Regions from separate parts of the Mus musculus genome. Here all the other regions are linked to region 1. Evidence: chromatin contacts called from public ChIA-PET and HiChIP or PLAC-seq data. All regions are on one chromosome and are shown on one strand. The core of a region is the stretch at or near the end of the contact, and the rest is flanking DNA. Distances in the headings are between cores, read along the strand shown. Region 1 holds the start of Hid1 (HID1 domain containing). Region 2 holds the start of Jpt1 (Jupiter microtubule associated homolog 1). Region 3 overlaps Tmem104 (transmembrane protein 104).

Region 1 (3,132 bases), core at 355-2,854:
CCTCTCCCTCTTGTGTGCTAGAATTAAAGGCCTGTGTTAGCATACTTGGCTTGGTGCTATGCTTTTTTTTTTTTTTTTAAACTGAATAAAGAAACCATTCATTATCTCAGAGTGATTACAAAAAAAAAAGCCCTGGGGGCACACCCAGAATTTTGTAGGGACAACATACCTTTAGAGAAAAGCTAGAGCTACCCAATGCTGTGGCTTGTTCTGTGAGGTAGTGAGACCATGCCCTCTCTCTCTACCTCTACACCTGATCCAGCTGCCTTGATGGAGCATACTCCTTATTTTACAACTCCGGGATCCCCCTTTAGATTAAAGTCATGTTGTTTAGAACTATCCAGGATTCTCAGAAACTTCTAGACACAGTAACATGATTGTGTGAGGGGTGGGACACATACATCATACATGGCCCTGGCTGTCCTGCTGTCCTGGCTTGCTATGAGATATATATATATTAGATAAATACCAGATTATTTTGGATTTTGCCAATGCTGGTCTCAAACTCACTATTCACCAAGGATGACAGTCCCTCTTGCCTTCACCTCCTGAGTTCTGAGATCTCATATGTGGATCAACTATTTTTATTGGGTTGTCAGCTATTACTCTTAATTTAATAATTAGAGTGCTTGCCTAACATCCAAGAACCTCTTGGTTCAATCTACAGCACCCCATAATACCAAGGGTGATCATGGAACCTGTGACCTTGGTACTTGGGAGATGGATTAAAAAATTCATCACCAGTAACAGTGAGTTCGAGGCAAGCCTACGATAAACTCCTCACAAAACAAACACAGTGTACTAGGCTATACCATGGGTAAACTCCTTTCTTCTGAAACCAGGATCTGTGATGTTTATGTCATGTCCTCTACACTTCAAAGAGTTCTCAGGGAAGCCAGGGAGCTAGATAAGCGTCAAGACCCAAGGGATTTTTCACTGCTGAGCTGCCTTCCTGGAACAGGGACACTGAGTCAGCCCATCCTTCCACACAAGCAAGAGCTAAACCTTTTAAGGGTTAGAATAACTTCAAGGCTAGACACGTGGATTTGATAGGTCAGAAAGAGAAGCAAACAGAAAGAAAGGAAGGGAGGAAGAAAGAAAGGAGAGGAGAGGAGGGGAGGGGAGGGGAGGAGAGGAGAGGAGAGGAGAGGAGAAAAAGAAAAGAAAAGAAAGGAAAGGAAAGGAAAAGAAAAGAAAAGGAAAGGAAAGGAAAGGAAAGGAAAGGAAAGAAAAGAAAAGAAAAGAAAAGAAAAGAAAAGAAAAGAAAAGAAAAGAAAAGAAAAGAAAAGAAAAGAAAAGAAAAGAAAAGAGAAAAAGCAAGCAAGCTCAGATAGCAACAATAGTAGGAAAGCATGAACATCAGGTAGAGAGGATTGGAGGAGAAACTGCGGGTCTGAGCAGGAATGAAGAATGAAGGTGGAGGCAGGAGATGAGATACCAGGAGGGTTTCAGTCTTGCGGACTGAGGATCGAGGACAACACTCAGTTGCAGACGAAAGGACCAGGAGTTGGGTTCCACGGAGAACTCCGGACTTCTTCTTGGAGGCCTGAGCGGCAGGTGCAGAGGCGGGGCCTCGTGGGGGCGGATCTAAAGGCGGAGCCACAGGGGCGGGGCCGACGCCTGCGGCAGGCGGGGTTCGCAGCTTCGCTCCCCAGAGAGCAGCCGGGGCTGCGGAGCTGGAGCTGGAGTCACAGCCGGAGCCCGCGGCAGAGTCGGAATCCGGGGTCGGGCTGGAGCGGGGTCCATCGACATGGGATCCGCAGACTCCAAGCTGAACTTCCGGAAGGCGGTGATCCAGCTGACCACCAAGACGCAGGTGCGCCTGGGGGCCCAGCCTCTTCATCCACCTGCCGGCCCTGGGGGCAGGGCAGGGCCGGGGGGGCTGGGTGAACACGGTTCACCCGAGGGTGGGGTGACCGGCTAATCCAGAGGGGGATGCTGAAACAAGCACCGGAACGGGACTTTTCCTTTGTAACTAGGGCTCCATCCCTGCCTCTGGGAGCCCACCCTATGCCTACTCTCCCCTGGGAACACTCTCCCGGGCACTGCTGCTGCTGCCACCTTAGGCTGACGTGTGCCTACTCCTGGAGCCGGCGGCGACAACGTTATCCGCCCCCTGTCCCGCCCCCCCGGTGCCCGCAGCCTCGCTTAGCCAGCCTCTTCCCGCTCCCACCTACCCATCCATCGCCCCGCTGGTCTCCCTGCCCCTCAGTGCCCATGGTCCCGGACATACAGCCCCGGCTGACTCAATGCAAACAAAGCCGGGCCGGCGCCTGCCTGGGTTGGGGAAAACAGCTGGTGCGCGATGGCAGCGGTGGCAGCGGTGGCCTCTCTGGGCCCTGGCTGATGCCTGAGGGTAGGGAAGGCCCAGGTCTTCCTGGGAGCTCATAGAGTGGCAGGCAGCGGCAGCTGGGTAAGAGGAGCTGTCCTCAGGCCTAGGGAAGCCAGCTTTCCAGCTAGTGATGATCCAGGGGCTTCTCCAGGCCCGGTGGAGCTGATTGGCTGTGCTTTTTGGCACCCGGAATAGGGATTGGGGTTTCGGGGATGAGGAGATTATCATTGGTCTGTTGGAGAGGGAGCCATGGGTAACTCCAGTCCACACTCCCCCCCCCCATCCCCCGTGTCTACAAGTGTCACAGAAGCTGCCTCCTACCTTCAGCACACACCTCTTGACCCAGCAAGGTTCCTTCCCTGTCGTCCCTTCAATCTTTATTTCTGGAAACCAGGCTACTCTGGTTATGGAGATACCAGCAGCCTCTCCAAGGCCCTGCCTGTCAAAGGGCTCTGGACCTACTGCCATCTGGAACCCCACCCCCATCCGACTGTTCTCAGAGCTCTATATTGTTCTTGGCCAGTGTGAGTGGGATCAGGAGAGCTGCCTACCCACAACCAGCCAGTCACAGCCTCAGAGAGCCGACCACTACTCCCACACCCTGTTACCCACCTTGGGAAGGTCAGAGGCCGAGGAAAGGAATGCCAGGGCCTCTAGAGAGCCTGTTTCTATCTGAGGGGCACTTGGCGGAAACCAGAACTGCTTCTCTTTGCTTCCTGTGGCTTGTTCCAGAACCTCAGACGTGAGACTCTCCATCAGTGGGTAGCAGGAAAGGGTGGTGTGTGGTATTTTGCACAGTG
Region 2 (3,132 bases), core at 442-2,941, 150 kb before region 1:
GCTGAAGGCTTATTTGGGGCGTGGAGAAAACATTGTTATTTCCTACACGTTGGTCAGGTTAAAGAGCGGATTTACGGTTTTTGTTAGCCATCTACCCTGCATAGTGGCACTGCCCTATATTGCCAGGAGTAGGGAGGAGTGCTGGTGTAACCAAACATTGGGACGGTACTAAAGCATCGGCAGCGGGATGTGGGGTGATGGTGTAGCACAGGCTAATCCAGTTAGCGCAGGCTAATCCAGGAATTCTTTTCATTTGTTTCTGTTTTTTTTTTTTTTCCTAGACGGGGGGGTAGGGGTGAGGGTGGGTGGGGTGGGTGGGTGGGGGGGTGGGGGTGGGGTGGGGGGGGAGTTCTCTGTGTAACATCTTTGGCTGTCCTAGACTCTTCTGCCTCCTTAGTGCTGGGTTCAAAGGTGTAGACCACTGTGTGCCCCCCGCCCTTTTTGAGGCTAAGAAATCTTGCTTCTGCCTCCAGGGTGCTGGGATTAGGGGTGTGCAGCACCCCCACCTCGGACCTTAAAAAAAAAAAATTCCCTCTCCAACACGGTTTCTCTGTGTAACTCTGGCTAGCCTAGAACTCGGAGATCCACCTGCCTCTGACTCCTGAGTTGGTGCTGGGACTAAAGGATTAAAGGCATGTGCTACATCGCCTGGCAAAAGATTTACGTTGTGTACATGTGTGTGCCTGCATGTAACTGCCCAGGTCAGGGAACTGGAGCTACAGTTTGGAGCTGCCCTGTGAGTGCTGGCAACTGAACCTAGGTCCTCTGCAGTACTAGCATATGGCCTTAACACGACATCCCTTCTCTCTTTCCTGCTTTCCTTCTCTGCCTCCCCCTCATTTCTTTTTGACAGGGTCTCACTGTTTAGACCAGACTGGCTTGAAACTCAAAGTGATCCTCCTGCCTCAGTCTCCCAAGTTAAGGCATTGCAGGGAAGTGCCGACACATCCTGCTGAGGTAGCTTTCTATTTAGGTAGCTAGGTAGTGTGTATGTGTGTGTGTGTGTGTGTCTCAGTGCGTGGGTGCGTGGAGGTCAGAGGTTCAAGAGTTGGGTATCCGAAATAATCAAACTCAGAGCTGAAATCAACCAAGTAGAAACAAAAAGAACTATACAAAGAATCAACAAAACCAGGAACTGGTTCTTTGAGAAAATCAACAAGATAGATAAACCCCTGGCCAGACTAACTATAAGGGACAGAGACAGTATCCAAATTAATAAAATCAGAAATGAAGACATAATAACGAAGTATATCTTAAAATAATTATTCTGCTTGTTGAGTATTAACAGTTGAAAATATTAAAATCATGTTCTACAAAAAAAAAAAGAGAGTTGGGTCTCTTACACGTTGTGGGTCCTGGAGATTGAACACGGGTTGTCATGCTGGGTGGCAAGGGCTTTTCCTTATGAGCCACCTCGACAGCCCCTCAAGTAACTTTTTAAAGTGACCGTGAACACTTGAGCACCACCAGATTGTCGAGGGCGTGGAGGAGGGGAGACCACAGCGGCCTTTCTCTGTACAGGAAGGGGGCGGGGCTTAGGCCGAGCCGTCTCCCGCGCAGCCCGTCCTGACGCCGATCTATGATTAGCACTGTAGCTAACCAATAGAAATGAAGAGATCTTTTTAAATTGCCCAATGGCGGCATGTGGAGGGTGGGCCCTATTGGCTCTATAAAATGGGAGTCCGGCGAGCCCCGCGGCGGTAGAAGCTCGTGGAGCCCTGGTGGTTTAGCTTTTGGAGTCGTCTGCGCCTGTTGGTCCCAGTCCCCCTTGGCGTTTTCAGGGCCAGCCTACCTCGCCCCTTGGCGCCATGACCACTACCACTACCTTTAAGGGTGTGGACCCTAACAGCAGGAACAGCTCCCGGTAAGGCGACAGGGTAGGGCTCGAGCCCTCCAGGGCTTGTGGGGACCGCGGGGCGTTGGTGGTAACGGGCCGGGAGCACCGCGCTCGCGCCCGGGGGAGGGTGGCAGAGTAAGGAGTGGGCGCCGCTTTGTGCGGCAGGACTGCCTCGGCTTGTGGCCCCGCCCCAGTCGTCCCTTCTATTCATTTCTCCCCGGTAACGACAGCTGAGGGGGACTGTGGGTGGCGGCCCTTTGCCGTACGGCAGGTTGGAGTCGGTGAGAGTGTGCGGGAGGATCTTCTTTCAGCCACCCGCGGCGACACTGGTCGGGTCCAGGATGGTGGGCTTGGTCTCCCAGGAGCCCAAGGAGCCTGCAGGGCCCTGGGCCCATTGTCCCACATGAGGGCCATGCGCTCCCGCTTCTGGCTCGGGCGTGTGCTGGCCCCGGCCTTGGGCGCTGCGAGCAAATCTGAGCACTGATCCGGCTGGTCTGCAGGCTCTTTTCCTCGTGGTGGCCCGCCGGGGTGTCCGTGTCTGCGCAGCAGGTGCACCTCTGGTAGGGCGGGGCTGGTCATCCCCTCCCTCCACTTCCAGCCCTGGACAGGAGCTCTCTTATCAAAGTGCCTCCCTGCGCCTAACAAAGGAGAGATCGGGTCTCCTCCCCCTCCCCACGCCCACCTCCGAATGCGCGGGGCCGTGAGCCTGCTCAAATGGGTTTTCTGCGCTCAGGTCCTCGGACCTCTGCCCTTCCATGTCGCCTTCTTTACTTCTCCCATTGACTTTGGCCGAATGAGTTCACCCCAGAGCAGGCTTCTCTTGGAGGAGGAGGTTGTCTGTGCTTGGGCGGGGCTAGGGAGCCATCCATTGTCTCTCCAGTAGTATGTAGTATCCCTTCCTGGAAGCTGGGATCTTGCTTGTCCCCAGTACACTGCATTTTGGGAGGAGCTCTGTGACTGGACTGGGACCCGTTTCCTACCCCTCACTTAACTTGGTGAAGATATTTTGTTCAGCGGAGGGAGTCCATCTACATCGTCTCAGCTAGTGGCACACAGTCCCTTAAGTTGGCTTTCAGGCATCTCTTTGATCTTCCCAAAGGCTTGGTTCCATGTTCTCTGGCCATGTATTTTCCATTGATGATGACCCACAGTTGAGTGTGACCAAGCCTTGGGGTCCCGACCAAGTGGCACAAAAGGGAGCCATTTTGTGGGGCTAAGAAGGCAGCGTGGAACAGCAGTGTCTCTCACAGGGGCTTGACAACTTGCTGACAAAAAGCAGCCTCCTTGAGTAGTCT
Region 3 (3,132 bases), core at 169-2,668, 140 kb after region 1:
GGTAACGTCCCTGACCTCACAGCCAGTCCCAAGGGAGGTTCATTCTGGGACAGCTGGCAATAAGGGTGATGCCCCTGCCTCAGTGCTGAGCAGGTGCTAAGCATAGCTCTAAGGAGCACCTTCTACTCAGCCTCACTGTATCCTTCACAGTCTCTCAAGGAAACTCTTCCTTGCCACAGCACAGAAGCAGGCGGCAGAGGACAGAAGCCTGGTCTGTGCTCAGTGGGCCACCTTAGGGACAGTCTGTGATGGCTACCTAGGAGAGCCAACTGGAAGACCAGAGGCTGGCAGGGAGGTGTATGCTGGCCTGGAGGATGCCCTCCCTTACTGGACAGTAGAGTCTTCCTGTCCTGGTGAACTCAGAGGCATTTACTACCTAAGTGCCCTCAGGGCTGAAGTAATGGCTCAGCTGTTAAGGGCACTTACTACTGAGGAGCCAGGTTTGCTTCCCAGCATCCACATGGCTGATAACAACTGTCTGTAACTCCAGTCCCAGAGGATCTGATGGTTTTCTCATACCCTCTGGAGCCAGGCCCTTACATGGTGCACATACATACACACGCAGGCAAAACAGCCACACACGTTAAAAACAGACAAATCAGAGCTCTCCTCAAATCAGCCAGTATGGCATAAGCAACGAATCCACGGTGGTATTTGTCACCTATATCTTGACATTTCCCTGGACAACTGGCTATTTGTAAAGGCCACCTAAGCCTTCAAGGAGACCTAGGCCACTATTGAAGTGAGGGGAGGGTAGAAGAAAAGTCCTCAGAGAGATCTACCTGAGGCTCCCGGGCACAACTCTGGGGGCCCAAGATCAACCCCGGCTTCATCTCAACAGATGGCAGAACAAATTCCTAATTAAGCGCAAGAAACCTTCCGGCTCAGCACAGTTATTCACGATTTTCCGGTCCCTTTGGTGCCCATTCTTTCTCCTGTCTTCTGGAACCTGGGCCAGCTTACTGCCTCCCAGAGCTCCCTGCTCAGCTCTTGAAAAGGAACAGCCCTCATTTGGGGAGAGGGGAGAGAGGGAGTGGGTGATGGCCAAGTGTGGGAAGGAGGGAGGGGAGGCCGGCCTTGTGGGGCCGCACCAACGCAGCTGCTTCTCACAGACATCTTGGCAGAGGCTCCCGAGGACCTCTGAGATCACTGCCTGAAGGGAGTTCTAGAAAAACCCCAGGGGAGAGACTCCCTTACTGTGGCCTGGGCTTGGTTTGGTAGACTGAGGTCCCTGCTGTTTGGTGTGGCTTTGGGGACTTCTGGGGGATTCTGTTGCCTGGTTCTCCTCAGAGCAAGACCTGGGGTTAGGTGAAGGAAAATGCCCGCTCTTGCTTCTCGCTCTCGCTGAGAAGAGCCACCCTGGCGGCACTTCCTCTGCCCCAGCTGGGAGCTTAACCACGCTCACTGTGGTTTAGCTACTTAACAGCAATTTTCCTTTTCCTGGGCGGCTCTGTCACTGGGAGGCCCAGTCTTCTAAGTTCAAAGGTCTGACTGAGTCTCTCATGGAGAAAAATGACTGCCTTGTGCTCTGTCACCCACAGCAGTGTGCCTGAGAGACTCCCGGCATTTGAGTCCAAGGGTCTCCGTGAAGGCAGTGAAGACAGCCGAAGTGTCGAAGTGTCGCTAGCAAGAGACAAGTGTGGGATCCTTTCTAGCTGCTCTCTGCTCAGGCGCCCATGGAGGTCACAGACCCTCAGGACCACTGCCTCCTGCCCCGCAGCACTCAGGAGATGCTAGGAGGCCCCAGGAGGCCCAGGGTAGACCTGGAGCTTTTCTGCCCTGTAGGAGGCAGGATAGCAGTTCCCATGGAGGAATAGCAGCTTTGAGACAGGAACTCAAATATTATATACCTGGTGCCGGCCTTGAGTCTTTTCTTTCTTCTTTCTTTTCTCTCTCTTTCTTTCTTTCTTTCTTTCTTTCTTTCTTTCTTTCTTTCTTTCTTTCTTTCTTTCTTTCTTTCTTTCTTTCCTTCCTTCCTTCCTTCCTTCCTTCTTTCTTTCTTTCTCTCTCTCTCTCTTCCTCCCTTCCTTTTTTTCTTTCTCTCTCTCTCTTTTTTTTGAGATAGGGTTTCTCTGTGTAGCTCTGTTGTCCCAGAACTCACTCTGTAGACCAGGCTGGCCTTGAACTGAGAGAGATCTAGCCCCCTGTCCCCTGCCTCTGCCTCCCAAGTGCTGAGATTAAAGGCATGTGTCACCACTGCCTACCCTTACTTAGTTTCTTTAATATTTATTCCTGAAGTTTTAGTTGTCTGTCTGTCTGCATGTGGGTACATACACGTACATGCAGGTAGGTGCCAGTGGGGCGGAGGCATTAGATCCCCCTGGAGCTGGAGTTACAGGAGGTTGTAAGCCACCCCCAGATGCTGAGAACGTGTAACATGTAACGTGTACTCTCGCCTGTCCCTGTGAATGTTGGCAGCAAGTTAGATACTGAAGCTCTGGCTTCATCTGCTGCCCAGTGCTTGTTTACTGCTGCATAGACCCCGAGTTTCTGGAGATCCTGTCTTTTGCTCCCAATTTCCCATAAGAACTGAGATGCCAGACCTCTGTGCTACTGTGCCCAGCTTTTACGTGGGTTGGGGGGGGGGCCCAAGTGAGGCTATCAGGCTCGTACAGAGAGTGGTTTATACCCACTGCGCCATCTCCCTAACACAGCCAGTGTCTGTCCCGATGCAGGGGAGGGTAGAGCGGAGGGAAGCAAAGGTGGGCTGGTTTGGTGGGATGAGGAGCTCTGCTGGAATCCTCATGCTGTGATCCTCTGTCCTCACCCAGTTCTAGTTCTCACAGGAACATTTATTTACTCTAAGCTCTTCCCTCCCTCGCAGGCTCGCTCTCCTTCCTCAGCCTCCTTCCTCTCTCTCTGAGACTGGGTCTGATGAGTTCAAGCTCCCTTTCCTATGTAGTCAAGGCTGGCCTTGAACTCCTGACCCCCCCAGCCTCCTCCTCCCAAGTGTGTGGCTTATAAATGTGTGCCACTACACTGGGCCCCAAGCTGCTCTCTTTAGATGGAAACTTTGTTAAAAATAATATAGAAGTTCAACTGTCACTATCAGGGCTGTTGTCTCTTATGGACTCCATCAATCTGGCCAAAGCATGTGCCACAGGCCCCCACTCCCTCCTGCCCATCATCCCA

Evidence for each region. ChIA-PET counts read pairs in DNA pulled down with a chosen protein or histone mark. HiChIP or PLAC-seq counts read pairs in DNA pulled down with a chosen protein or histone mark.
Region 2: an H3K4me3 HiChIP or PLAC-seq map of the SCID.adh cell line shows a contact between it and region 1, with 22 read pairs. The contact joins the promoter of Jpt1 here to the promoter of Hid1 in region 1. A contact is called at or near these places in 8 of 39 promoter capture datasets (the 3T3-L1 cell line, the C10 cell line, the HPC-7 cell line and 5 more), 2 of 15 datasets of contacts at CTCF or cohesin (CD8 T cells and large pre-B cells), 1 of 484 Hi-C or Micro-C datasets (embryonic fibroblasts), 14 of 115 datasets of contacts at active chromatin or transcription factors (the 230-238 cell line, the SCID.adh cell line, Th17 cells and 6 more) and 4 of 9 other capture datasets (adipose tissue, embryonic stem cells, liver and 1 more).
Region 3: an RNA polymerase II ChIA-PET map of effector CD8 T cells shows a contact between it and region 1, with 15 read pairs. The contact joins the enhancer-like site here to the promoter of Hid1 in region 1. A contact is called at or near these places in 2 of 39 promoter capture datasets (the 3T3-L1 cell line and embryonic stem cells), 1 of 484 Hi-C or Micro-C datasets (embryonic stem cells), 1 of 115 datasets of contacts at active chromatin or transcription factors (effector CD8 T cells) and 3 of 9 other capture datasets (adipose tissue, liver and pancreatic islet).

Annotation. Positions count from the first base shown.
Region 1 is chr11:115,366,228-115,369,359 of GRCm38.p6, reverse strand. Hid1 (HID1 domain containing) reads left to right here and starts at 1,604. Exons shown (of 19, transcript NM_001346774.1): 1 at 1,604-1,816. The coding sequence starts at 1,751.
Region 2 is chr11:115,512,952-115,516,083 of GRCm38.p6, reverse strand. Jpt1 (Jupiter microtubule associated homolog 1) reads left to right here and starts at 1,691. Exons shown (of 5, transcript NM_008258.2): 1 at 1,691-1,864. The coding sequence starts at 1,809.
Region 3 is chr11:115,230,002-115,233,133 of GRCm38.p6, reverse strand. All of the region lies in intron 9 of Tmem104 (transmembrane protein 104), which reads right to left. Among named protein-coding and RNA genes, the nearest start is that of Grin2c, 36 kb to the left of the region's middle. Within about 2 kb of position 1,418, at least 112 of the 459 cell types and tissues checked have an H3K27ac peak or open chromatin away from gene starts, as enhancers often do. A contact at or near this core is called in effector CD8 T cells, where this site is marked.